Regions from separate parts of the Drosophila melanogaster genome. Here regions 2 and 3 are each linked to region 1. The links are chromatin contacts, called in public Hi-C and HiChIP or PLAC-seq maps. All regions are on one chromosome and are shown on one strand. Each heading gives the region's core, a stretch centred on a gene start, on an enhancer-like site or on the middle of the called end of the contact. The rest is flanking DNA. Distances are from core to core; before and after follow the strand shown.

Region 1 (4,283 bases), core at 301-2,800:
CGAGGATGAGCTGGACGACGAGGAAGGAATCTGGAAAATATAAATTTGTAGTGCTTCATTATTTCTACTTTGATGGACAGCTGTGCAATCTTGTAGAGGTTTACTTAGCACTATGTAAACTGGAAAGTATACTATAAACATGTAGCGCATCAAAAATAAAAGGTTCTGAGAATTATGACTCGCTGTATTTAAGATCACGTGTCTTGCTTATTCGTAGTAAATGGGTGGTAAGACCCTGACAATACTTTTGTTTGTTAGTTTTACTAGAAATTGACATTTACTTATTAAAGAAATGTATGTTCTGGAAATCAGATCAGAGTTTACAATAAATCAACGTTTCTGTATGCGTTCTGCACTTTCGAAACGGTTCCTGGGCTCACCTTCTCCCGATCGCGCTCCTTCTCCCGTTCGCGGTCCCTATCACTGCGATGATACTTCTCCTTGCTGCGCGATGAGCTGGACTTGTGTTCGGCCTCCTTGGAGGATTTGGAGCTGCTCTCGCGATTCCTGTCGCGCTCCCGCTCCCTATCGCGCTCCTTGTCCCGCTCTTTGTCCCGATCCCTATCCTTGTCCCGATCCTTGCTGCTGCTGTTGTGGTTGTTGCTGCGCCGATTCTTGTCTTCATCCCGCTCCCTGTCTCTCTTCTTCCTTTTGTGGTTGCGCTCTTCTGTGGGCGGCGTTGGCGAGTGGGTGGGTGTGCAAATCACATTAGTTGACATTGGATTCGTGTTCTGCGAATTTCGCTTTACTTTACCTGTCTTCTCGTCCGTACTTGTGCTTGTTTTTGTTGTGTCTGCCAACGCGGTTGTTGTTGCAGTTGTTGTTGCGGCTGTGGGTGCCCCTGCAGTTGTTGCCACCGACGATGCTACTGCCTGTTCCTCTTCAGCTGCAGCTAGCATTATACGTGCATTTGTTGTTGGGTTATTTGCGTTGCCATCGCCTGACTGCAGTTGTTGTTGCTGTTGTGTGGGTAAAGTGTTGCCGTTTGTAGTTGTTGCTGCTGCTGTTGGTTCCACTGGCGTAATTGTTGTTGTTGCTTCTCGCTGTGCGCTTGTAGTTGTTGGACTGGCATTTCCGCGGGCATTTGCGTTGTTGTTTTCCACTGCCGACGCTTTGTTTACGCCCTTTTCAGGCGTCTCCCGCTGCTTGGAAGCCCCGACCGCTCCTTCCAGTGGCTTCTTCTCCGGTTTTCGTACATTTCCCGTGGATTCCTTGCCGCCGTTGGCCAATTCTACATTATTTTCGCCACCTCGAGTGTTCTCCATGTGTTTGTGTGTGCAGTGGCACACACACGCGCGTATGGGTGTGTGTGCGTGTTGCCCTACGCCTGTATTGAATATCGATCAGTCGGCCGTCTACGTGACGCCTCTCAGCTAGCCGTGTCTTTTATCTTACGCTCCGTTTGCAATTCACCCGCGCCCTCTTCCACTCGATTTTCATTCGACTGGCAGAATTTCCGCAGCGGCGTTTTCAGCGATTCGCGAATAGTTTTTTTTTTTGTTCTAGAAGCCGTCTCGCACTGTCGTTTTTCAACTCTAGTCTTCAGATGTGGAGCGTTTGTGCACACTAGTCAATAAACAGTGTTCTGTTAGGCGCCATCTAGCGGCAACCCGCGCAGATAGACTTGTGAATGAAAGAATAGATGGATATATCGTAACATCGATTGTAACGTGTAAGTGCGCCATCTATAGGCGAGTCATATTTGGCGCGTTATTTAAAAGTGCACATTTTGTAATTTGTTACTGCCTTTTTAAAGATCAAAATATATAAACATTGAATAAATACAATTTAAATGTGCTTTCAACACTCCCTTGTTATTTTTTGCTCTTTTTCAGCGAGTGGACGCTTAAAAGCTTTTTTAATTAATTCCGGGACCGTAACTAGATACTCCATGAGGGACATTTCGTCTTTCAGAGTGTTCAGATACATGCGCTGAATGTTCCTGATAACCGGATCAATTACTTTGTTAATATCTGCATCAGTAGGACTGTCTCTTAGATCCATTTTGGTAATAGCTGCATCACCAGGACTGTCACTTACATCCACATTGGTAATAGCGGCATCACTAGGACTGCCACTTAGATCCACGAGTTCTAAATCGTCAACCCCTAGGGTATCTAATTGGGCGCATTCGGCAGTGGGATCCACTTTCTCGGCTTGCGTATGAGACGTAATTTGTTTGCTCTTTTTGGGCTTGGTACTGCGTTCTTCTTCGGATGGTACTTCCTCCCTCTTATCCTTCACTTCAAGTGTAAACGCATTCAAGGCCTCTTGGACCTCTATTTGGGACCGAACAGCCGCTCTGAGATCGTCTCCGCTTTTCGCACTGATCACGGTTATTCTGGATGGTTTCGATTGGGATTCGTTGGAGGAGGAACACTTACTGCATGAAGGAAACTTATTCTGGAATCTTTCGGCAGCAGCCTGGCAATGAGCCTTAGCTGCATTAAGTAAATCAGAGTCTTTCTTTTGCTTCTGGTGGTGGTTTAAACGATGTGGGGTTATGTTATTATAACCACCCTCGACCTCACACTGCTCACTTTTACTAGATGGGTCCGCTTCATAGTTTTGATTCTTATAGAGAAGGTAGTCCCCACAGCTGTGTTCTATGACTGGTTTCTGCCTTTTTCTATCATTAAGGAGATATGCTGGAACAATTGCTTGCTTGGGTGTGTAATTTGAACTGGGTTGCATCATCACCTTTAATTTCGACTGGTGTTTCCACTTCCGTTTGTTAAGGTATTTGAAATTAAAAAAAAAAATTAATTTCATTATTGCTGCTTACCTTCTCATTTTGTGCCGGGTGATAATTAACATTGAAACATTTTTTGGAAAACAAATACTGAGCATGGTCTTCATGGTTAGAAGGAGACTCACGATCCTCCCACGAATGATCGCAATAATAGTCCTGCCGTATCTGATTTTGATTTGTCGTATAATTATGTTTGTAGGACTTTTGCACATTCTCTGAAGACTTCATTCGTTCCTTGCGGTAATGGTCCCTTAATTTATGCTCCTTGTGCTCATTGAGTTGCTGCATTAAATGTATTGCAACTATTAATGTTAGATCTTTTTATTCCAAAGACTCACTGATGGTTTCTGCGCCCCATGGTCCTTAAAGTGCTTACAACATTTGTTTTTTTTCTCCATAGTCTAAGATTAGAGTAGATTGATCAGGCGTACTAAATATATTTTTTTTATTGTCAACTATAACCCCGAATACTAGACTAAGCTTAAGCTTAATGCTACAAGCCTCAAACCATTTTTAACTACTGGATAAATAGTTTTTATTTCGCATACATTATGTATATAGAGATTGCCCTCCAGTCTTAAAAGAGAGGAAAGGAAGTTACAGAGTGATGGTTTCCATATATCGCTCAAAGGATCTGGTGATTACTGTGTGATCGGGAGCCAGGTGGGTATCCGCCATCACAGCCAGTCTGTATTTGTCCCCAAAGCGATGAAGATTTAAGGAAAGGCAGGTCTTCGATTGTGGTGGCCGGAAAAGTAGAACATCCTGGACATTCTGACCCCAGGCCGCTTGAAACTCAGCAGTCGCTCCGTAGATTTCAGTGATTGTGATTGGAAAGTTGTATGAGAAAAAGTTGATGAATATTTTGGTAATTACGTGAGGCAAAAGGGATGTGAGAAGGCTGTACTTGGTCTGTCCAATAGACGCTAAGTAAATAATGATCTGTTGCTTTCTGATTCGTTCAACAATCTGATGGAGTTCTTTGGTGTGATTTGCGTCTGGTTGCCTTAGAGGCAATTGCAGAAAGACAACACCCCCGATATTTTCAGATTTATCCCCACTGCGATCTGTGAAATACCCTTTATCTATGGTCCTACAAGTGGTGTTCAAGTAATTGGGGACTTTCAAGTCACCTGAGAACGTATTAAAGTAATCGTGAACAGCCCCTGCCAAGCAAGTTAAACTAAAGTCGGATTCTCGGAGATCACTATTGAATTTACCCTGATTACGGGTCCTGAGTTGGGCGCCATTTATTGATCGGCTAAATGAGACTATTTTCCTGCCCGCATAGGATTTTTTATGCAAAATGTTTAACTCCTTTGTGGGCTGTTCGAAAAGCACTTCGTAAATGTTTCGTGGGGCCTGGAAAAGTTCCCATATAATTTTGAAAAACTCCAATTGGGCGTAAAGTAGAAGGGGTACGTACAAGTGCAGCCTGGCGCAATAGGTGGAAGTATGGGAAGTTTTACCTTTGATCAGAACATCAGCGAAAGCCAAAAACTCACAGTAAATGTGATAGGGTAAGAGCAAA
Region 2 (4,044 bases), core at 1,148-3,647, 130 kb after region 1:
TGATATTAGAAAAAAAAATGATCTCAATACATTAGATGCATAGACGATGCAACGATTAGGAGAATGTTTTAATATTGAAAATATTTATGGAACATTTGCTGTAAATGCACACACCATTTCTCCCTGTGTAGGCGATAGAGAGAAGTGAATAGCGGACCAGCAAATGTAACCATTTTTGCTCGACTTTGTGAAATTATGGCGTCAAATGTTAATCAATGCTGAAGGTTGCAACAGCAACAAATCAACATTGGCAAAAAGTACAGCAACAACATCCAGTAATAATAGTATGAAAAGCAACAATAACAATGCACAATTGTAGCGATGCGAGAAAACGCGAGAAGGCAATTCGAAACGCAAACGAGGGTAGAAAATACGTCTGAAGGGGCGTCAACTGCAAGGTGGGCAGTAAGCGGTTAAGGGTGGGGGCTGAGGGGTTAAGGCGGGAAAGCTTCATTCGTTAACCGTTTGTCGCTTAGTCATTTGTAATTGTTGTTGGCTGCTCAAAAATCGAATCAAAGAAAGCAGGTAAATATTGAAGGTGATTAAGCACAGTGTTACTTTGGAAGTATCCAGCATATCGAGCAGTTTAAACTTGGCTATACGCGCATTTTATTCATTGAGCATCTGCAAAAGACTCTATTTATTTTTTCTCTTTCTTAAATGAAATACCAATAGTTACGTTACTGGATTAAATGAATTAATAAATAATATATAATTTAGTTTATAATTTGTTATACTAATTCAATAACTTTAACCAAATAACCGTGTTCGTCAAACGCTCCGCCTTTTTAATTACAGGGTATGCCCGACAACAGCTGACTAATTGCCAGCGGCGCCAGCGCAGCGCAAAACAAAATTACGAATCGAGTCCGCTTGCCAAAAGTATAAAAAGTAAAAAACACTACGTAATGGCTAAAGGAAAGGTGGCGAATGGCTGGCCAGGCGGTGGGTGAGCAATCGTTAGATGATCAAATGTTGGGCGGAGGGTACTGGTGCCAGGCCAACAAGGAGGCACTTGCACTGCAGGATGATGTGGAGTGGAGCACTCCGCATTTCAAGGACAAGGACACAGCACAGGCGATTTCCTTAGGGGCGAACTTTGCCATTTAGCTCGGCGAAAGGTGAAAAACGGAAGACTGTCGGAGACAGTCGGCTGATGAGTGTTGGTCTTGCCGCTTCATTGGCTAAATTAACATAATTGATTCAATTGATTTGTGGCCATGTGTAGTGGCTACGGGAATTCAATGGGTATTCCATGGAAAAACCAACCAGAACCGTAACTGTGTTTGTACAGTCGGGTTTCTCTAACGCGGACACCCATTTGTCACAATAGAAATGCTGGCATTTCTGGTTTTGGCAAAAATAAACTCTTTAAAGACTGACATAAATTTGGACGAAATATCTGCACGCCATTAGAGAGCCGAGTTATGGACATAAATATGTAGTTCTATGCCAAGGGCAAAATTGCAGTTCAATTAGTTGGAATTTAGGTTACAAACCAGTATTTAGTATTCATAATTAATGAAATAATTTAAAATGTTTTACAGTTTTATTAAAAGATAATATATCAAAGTCAGATTTTAGCTGTTTTGAGTTTAACATCTTATACAGAAATTATTGGGAGTAATTTATTTGGATTTAATCGGAAATGCGACAAGTGGTGTCCCCAATTATGGAGGATACGCAGCTGATTTTTATGCTCTCTAGCGCTTTGAGTACGCCCCACATTTGGGAGTTCTCGCGCTGAAGGGGTTTATCTAATCTGTGACGAGGGGCGAGACCGAAAAGCGGACGGCAGGCTACTGCCCACCTGTAAATCAGGCAGGTGATAAGCATAATCGCGGGCGACGTGTTGTAGGTAGGGGAATGGGAGCACATATATAAGAGTGTATATATAGTCGTCTACCTTCTGCCAGGACATCCTCCACGGTGACCGTGACGCGTCCCACTGTGAAGACCTTGCCCACGAAGCTGTTCTTCTCGTTCGAGGACGACGAGCTGCTGCTGTTGGGCGGATTCTCCAGTCGAGAGTTCTCATTGCGCTCGAACTTAGACAGGATTTTCTTCATTTTCCCCCGATTTTCACTAGAAAATGTTTACTGCCCCAGCAGCACAACACACACACACACACTCGCGAGCACACACGCACACTAGCTAACACGGTCTTAATTGCCTGCGCGTAGGTGTTTTTGGCAATTTTTAATTTTGCGAGGGCGGCTGACGGTGGGCGGGGCGTCGGTGCCGCTGGCCAATTAATCCACTTTCGAGTCGTATCGGCTAGCTGAATAAAGCTATTCTGCGCACTTTGTGTTTTTGCATGCACACACACAATGCAGTGGAAAAAGAAAGTTGTTCGATTTTCCTGCTGCTCTCGAGTTGTTGGGCCAGTGTGACCAGGGCGCTTTGCTGCAGTCAGATGCGCAACCCGCGGCTGGTGCAGCCGCCTATCGATATATAGATAAGTTGGTTGCAATCTCGAAATTCTGAAAACAAGGAAATCCCCGTTTACAAAATAGGTTTTATGATAACAATTTTTTGTAATTTGATCCAATTTAAAAAGATAATATGGTTCTACTTTCAATAAAACATATAGCTACAGTTGCATTAAACTATCGCGCAGTTTTAATTAGCTATGCTGCCAACATCGTGTTTCCCTTATCAATATGTTATCGATTGTGCTGGTGCAATTGTAAACAAGCATCTCTAGCAAATGGTCGCTAAATTCGCAAAATTGTAGTTTGCTGGGATAACAATGATAAATACGGCCAAGTACTTTGCTCTTCTAGAGAGTTTAAGGTTTAGTAAAGCTCTAGGTAAATTGGTTAACATCATATAATAATTGTAGTATCCCTAATACTAATATTTCGACAGCAAATACGGCGAATAACTCAGGGACTGCCGAAGCCTTGGAAATCAACCTGCGAATTTTGGAAAAATATGCTAAACTCGAGATTGGTCAGCAATTGCATGAGCTGTGCCTGGAATATCAGTTAACAGACGATCACGAATCTAGTATTGATCCCGATTCGGATCGTACTATATGCTATATAATAAGATTGCAACATGTGCTACATTCGATCATGAGGAACATTAATTTCCACAGCGACGCCAAGGAGGATCTTATTTCGGTAGCGCACCTGAAATTGTGTATCCAGGCTTCCCAAGAATTATCATATTACTCGCTTCGATGCCAGCTACATGAGGATTTCTACAAGTCGCCCATCTTTTGTGAGGCTCAGGGGAAAATCAAAGCTAACTTTTCATTGATGCTTCTAAGCATTCAGTTCTTTATTAATCTACTGCATATTCGACAATACCACATAGCCAACTCGATGGAGCTGGTGCAAAGGGATCTACTGGCGGCCATTGTGAGTCTACGTGTGCAGCAAGACTCTCCACTGCTGGATAAGGCTATAGCCTACCTCTGGCAATATGAATCCAAAGCAGATTTCTTTCGCAACATCTTGCTTTTTAAAGCTACGACTCTCTGCCCAACTCTGGCCCAATTATTGCACCGTCAACTCTTAGGAAAGCTTCACTTACCCCAAGGATTTGCTAGTCTTGTTGAGGCCCTGCATCAAAATCCCAATGTGAATTCTTCCAGAAATGCGGAAATTGTGGCTAGTATTGTGGCCAGAAAAGGATTTTCTCAGTTAGCGCAAGAGAAGATGGTTCTCCAGGTGCTAGAATATTGTAAGTTCTATCTGCAGAATGCGGACAAAATGTGCGCCGGTGTCCTATCGCTCAGAAGACTTTACGATTTAAGTGATACAAATCAAAAGCTGATAAAAGAAATATTATTCAAACACTGGGAAACGCTTTGTAACCCAGAAGACATTATTAATGGCCTTATCTTAATGGATCACCAGGAACTGTGCAATCGCATTCTCTTATGGCAGCATCTCTTTTGTTCTTCAACCGTAGCTTGCTTACCCAGTAATCTACTCGTTCCCTACCTTCCTTTGCTGCTCCAACTCTACGATGGCCTTCCAATGGAATTACCGGCGTCATCGCAGATTTCTGCCATTATTTTGCGTTGTCTGG
Region 3 (4,444 bases), core at 366-2,865, 160 kb after region 1:
TCCTACAACGATGGATCTGTGCGCATAGACGATAAGGATACCAATGATATGGGTCTACATGACCTGCGCAGCAAGATCTCAATCATACCCCAGGAACCAGTTCTGTTCTCCGGCACAGTGCGACACAACTTGGATCCCTTCGACGAGTATAGCGATGACAGGCTGTGGTGCGCGCTGGAGGAGGTGGAACTCAAGGATGTGGTGGCCAGTGTGGCCACTGGCCTGGAGACCAAAATCACAGAGGGTGGCTCCAACTTTAGCGTGGGCCAGCGCCAATTGGTGTGCCTGGCACGAGCTATTCTGCGCGACAACAGAATACTTGTGATGGACGAGGCGACGGCCAATGTGGATCCCCAGACGGACGCTCTGATCCAAGCCACAATTCGAAACAAGTTCAGGGAGTGCACCGTCCTTACCGTGGCCCATAGATTGCACACCATCATGGACTCGGACCGTGTACTGGTGATGGATGCTGGAAGAGTTGTGGAATTCGGGACGCCCTATGAGCTTTTAACTGCCGATGATACTAATGCCTTCCAAGACCTGGTCAAGCAGACGGGTCAGGCAACATACGACACTCTCCTGAAGATTTCTCAACGGGTAAGAGTAGGCATCTGTAAACGAATTCATACATATATTTATAAAATTTCCTTTTTTAGGAATTCGAAAAATCTGAAAAACCGAGCCTTATGCTTCCCTCTTGACGAGCCGAAATCGCTAATGAATAATTAATATCTCCCCAATATTACTCCATTGAAGCTTTCACACTTTCAGTTCGGAAATTGATTTTTTGCACATTAAATATATATAAAAACCCTATTGTTTTGATCATAGCTGCAATATTGGAATACGTTATAGAAATTATATTTATTAGATGTGTACATGAGTACGTGTTATCACAGCTGACAGGCGCGATAAGGACAAGAGTAGTACTTGTAGACTTAATGAGGTTTTCCTCATTTAGTGATATGATGAATAAGATATCTATGGAATTTCCATTTGTGGTGGGGCAAGCTTAGAAAGCCAATCATTTAAATTGAAAATAATTTATTGCACTAAACTTCAAGAGAATAGGTAAAAATGTATTGCTGATACACCTGGAAGGTGCAACCGTTGTCAATATAATATTAATAAAATTTCTAGATAGTAGAATGTGATATCTAAATTGAAGTCGATACATAAAAAGATAAATAAACAAAGTAATTACACTTTATTACATGACTAATGACATATCGGTCCGAACTCCACCCTAATGTTTCAAAAAGGTGCCTAAAATTAAATTTTTTTTAATTTAGCAAACATGAATTACATTAGTATAAATAATATGTAATACTATATTTTTATTTAAAATATAATACATTTTCAACACAATAAATACAATAGCATAGGACAGTGTAAAAAGGGCTACGATAGGATGGGAAATAAATTAGAAAGCCGTTATCTTATCTTTGAGTGGTCCACTCTAATGCTCTGAAGGCTGAAGTGACCATGTAAGTAAACATACATACCTGTGTGTGTGTATCTAAATCGGCGCGCTTTTGCACACACACACGCACGGCCCTTGCGTCAGCCGGTCGAACAGCTGATTCGGCGCTCAACGGGCATTCGATTTGGCATCGAAGCGCTTGCCATTCGCTACCATTGAACAGAATGATTGGAAAAGCGGGGCGTCGTGGACGGCTCAAGTGATTTGTTGTGTTTTGCGATTCGTCCGAATGGAAAGTTTTCCGTTGTCAGTTGTTATCATATTGCGAAATTGAGATTCAGCATCTGTCGATAGTTGATGAAATTCGCGTCTTATGTTGCTGCCTACATACAGTGCACGCTTATGAGTGATGAATTGCTGATAAATAAGAACTGAATTCCGCGTCTTTTGTTTATGAGAACTTGTGAAATTGCCTGCACATTTACATAACCATGCAGGCCAGTAAACTTCCACCCAATCCCCGCGAGTCGGCAGGTATCCTATCCTCGCTCATGTTCTGGTACGCTCACGTTTCATCCTACCGCTAAGAAGTGTTTCCTTTGAGCACATGCGTACATACATATGTACTCACCTATGAATGTTCTTTTCAACTGCCGCTGAGAAGTGACATCCGAAGACAACCGTTATCGGATACCACATATTGTTCGTAGCATAATTCAAAGCTAGCCACAGTTGCGAAAACAATTTACACAATTACTTTCCTATTCCAGCTTTGCCCTGCCCATTCTGTTCAAGGGTCGCAAACAGACGCTTCAGCCCACGGATCTGTACAAAACGCTGAATGAGCATGAAGCAGCGAGCCTGGGCGATGAGTTCTTCCAGGGATGGGAGGACGAGGTGGCTCGGTGCCGCCGAAAAGGTGATTCCGGCCGTAAACCAAGTGTCCTGCGGGTCATCGGACGCGTCTTCGGCTGGAGGCTCATTATGTCCGGTATAACAATTGCCGCCTTGGAACTGGGAACCAGGTAAGAGTCGTGGACTTTATCAGTCAATGTGTCACTTATAATTTATTCGGATTAATTTGATTTATTTCAGGGCCACTGTGCCGCTTCTTCTGGCCGGACTCATATCGGAGTTCAGCGAGCATGGAAACGGCCATAGCTACAATGCCCAAATTTACGCTGTGCTCCTTATAGCCTGTATCTTGGCCAGCGTTCTTCTAACCCACCCATACATGATGGGAATGATGGTAAGTTCAGTAACTTAATACTGAAGTCAACTTGAATGTAATTGTGTTCTCTCTAAATTCTTGCAGCACTTGGCCATGAAAATGCGGGTGGCAGTAAGTAGCGCTATATACCGAAAAGCCCTGCGGCTCAGTCGCACTTCGCTGGGAGGCACCACAACCGGACAGGTGGTTAACTTGCTCTCCAACGATCTTAACCGCTTCGATCGATGTCTTATCCATTTTCACTTTCTGTGGCTGGGGCCATTGGAGCTGCTGATTGCCTCCTACTTCCTGTACGAACAGATTGGAATGGCTTCCTTCTACGGAATCAGCATCCTAGTACTCTATCTACCACTGCAAACCTACTTAAGCCGCGTAACATCAAAGCTGCGGCTGCAGACGGCACTCAGGACGGATCAGCGAGTACGCATGATGAACGAAATCATCTCGGGCATCCAGGTTATCAAGATGTACACCTGGGAGCGTCCATTTGGTAAACTTATAGGGCAGATGCGGCGCAGCGAGATGAGCTCCATTCGCCAGATGAACCTTTTGCGCGGCATCCTGCTCTCCTTCGAGATAACCCTGGGTCGCATAGCCATCTTTGTGAGCCTTCTGGGATTCGTCCTGGGCGGAGGCGAACTGACGGCAGAGCGCGCCTTCTGCGTCACCGCCTTCTACAACATCCTTAGGCGTACTGTGAGCAAGTTCTTTCCGAGTGGAATGTCGCAGTTCGCTGAACTGTTGGTCTCAATGCGTCGTATAACTAATTTTATGATGCGGGAGGAGGCAAATGTAATAGATATGTCGGAGCGAAGGGACGAAAAAGCCGAAGAGGAGCAACATTTACTGAAAGAAGTGGAGAAGAGGTCTTATCCCGTTGGCATTGGCAAGGAACCAGATACCTTAGTGGAAATCAAAGCCTTGAGAGCACGCTGGGGCCAGGAGCAACACGATCTTGTCTTAAACAACGTCAATATGTCGCTGCGGCGCGGCCAATTGGTAGCTGTGATTGGACCCGTGGGATCGGGCAAATCAAGCCTCATTCAGGCTATTCTAGGAGAGCTGCCGCCTGAATCTGGATCGGTACAAGTCTCGGGAAAGTATTCCTACGCCTCCCAGGAGCCCTGGCTTTTCAATGCATCTGTTCGCGACAACATTCTATTTGGCTTGCCCATGGACAAGCAGCGCTATCGAACTGTGCTCAAGCGGTGTGCCCTGGAGCGGGATTTGGAGTTGTTGCACGGTGATGGGACAATCGTGGGCGAGCGCGGAGCTTCACTGTCCGGTGGACAGCGAGCGAGAATATGTTTGGCCAGAGCTGTTTACCGCAGGGCGGATGTATACCTTTTGGACGATCCTCTCAGCGCAGTGGACACTCATGTGGGTAGGCACCTGTTCGATGAATGCATGCGCGGCTTCCTGGGCAAACAGCTGGTGATACTTGTCACCCATCAGCTGCAGTTTCTGGAGGACGCCGATCTAATTGTTATCATGGACAAGGGTCACGTCTCGGCGTGCGGGACTTACGAGGAGATGCTCAAGAGCGGGCAGGACTTTGCCCAGCTCTTGGTGGAAAGTACCCAGAACAGCGGGGGAGGGGATGAGATCATAACGTCGCCGAACCTTTCCCGCCAGAGTAGCGCTTTAAGCACTAAAAGTTCCAATGGAAGCTCATCCTCGCTAGAATCCATGGTGGAAAAGGAGAAACCAAAGCCCAGTGCGGTGTCGTCGCAGGAGTCGCGCAGTGGTGGTCAAATTGGCTTGTCCATGTACAAGAAATACTTTGG

What was found. Hi-C and Micro-C count contacts between places; a contact is called where the count stands out from the background. HiChIP or PLAC-seq counts read pairs in DNA pulled down with a chosen protein or histone mark.
Region 2: a contact with region 1 is called in a POLR2A S2P HiChIP or PLAC-seq map of the Kc167 cell line, with 2.3 times the contacts expected there. The contact joins the promoter of Nak here to the promoter of CG10600 in region 1. A contact is called at or near these places in 6 of 107 Hi-C or Micro-C datasets (the D17-c3 cell line, the Kc167 cell line, the ML-DmBG3-c2 cell line and 2 more) and 1 of 6 datasets of contacts at active chromatin or transcription factors (the Kc167 cell line).
Region 3: a contact with region 1 is called in a Hi-C map of the Kc167 cell line, with 2.3 times the contacts expected there. The contact joins the promoter of CG31793 here to the promoter of CG10600 in region 1. A contact is called at or near these places in 24 of 107 Hi-C or Micro-C datasets (the D17-c3 cell line, the Kc167 cell line, the S2 cell line and 8 more) and 1 of 6 datasets of contacts at active chromatin or transcription factors (the Kc167 cell line).

Annotation. Positions count from the first base shown.
Region 1 is chr2L:18,838,129-18,842,411 of dm6, forward strand. It overlaps CG10600, which reads right to left and starts at 1,551. Exons shown (of 8, transcript NM_136069.4): 1 at 755-1,551; 2 at 381-667; 3 at 1-30. The coding sequence starts at 1,265. It overlaps CG31752, which reads right to left and starts at 3,182. Exons shown (of 3, transcript NM_165266.3): 1 at 3,091-3,182; 2 at 2,786-3,034; 3 at 1,500-2,724. The coding sequence starts at 3,150. The coding sequence ends at 1,801. CG33120 reads right to left here. Exons shown (of 4, transcript NM_176059.2): 4 at 3,272-4,283. The coding sequence ends at 3,350.
Region 2 is chr2L:18,966,347-18,970,390 of dm6, forward strand. Nak (Numb-associated kinase) reads right to left here and starts at 2,398. Exons shown (of 8, transcript NM_057818.4): 1 at 1,907-2,398. The coding sequence starts at 2,069. Tango6 (Transport and Golgi organization 6) reads left to right here and starts at 2,682. Exons shown (of 3, transcript NM_136078.4): 1 at 2,682-2,813; 2 at 2,872-4,044. The coding sequence starts at 2,753.
Region 3 is chr2L:19,001,752-19,006,195 of dm6, forward strand. CG31793 reads left to right here and starts at 1,616. Exons shown (of 6, transcript NM_136086.6): 1 at 1,616-1,985; 2 at 2,197-2,451; 3 at 2,522-2,675; 4 at 2,742-4,444. The coding sequence starts at 1,918. CG31792 reads left to right here. Exons shown (of 10, transcript NM_001273619.1): 9 at 1-600; 10 at 660-962. The coding sequence ends at 704.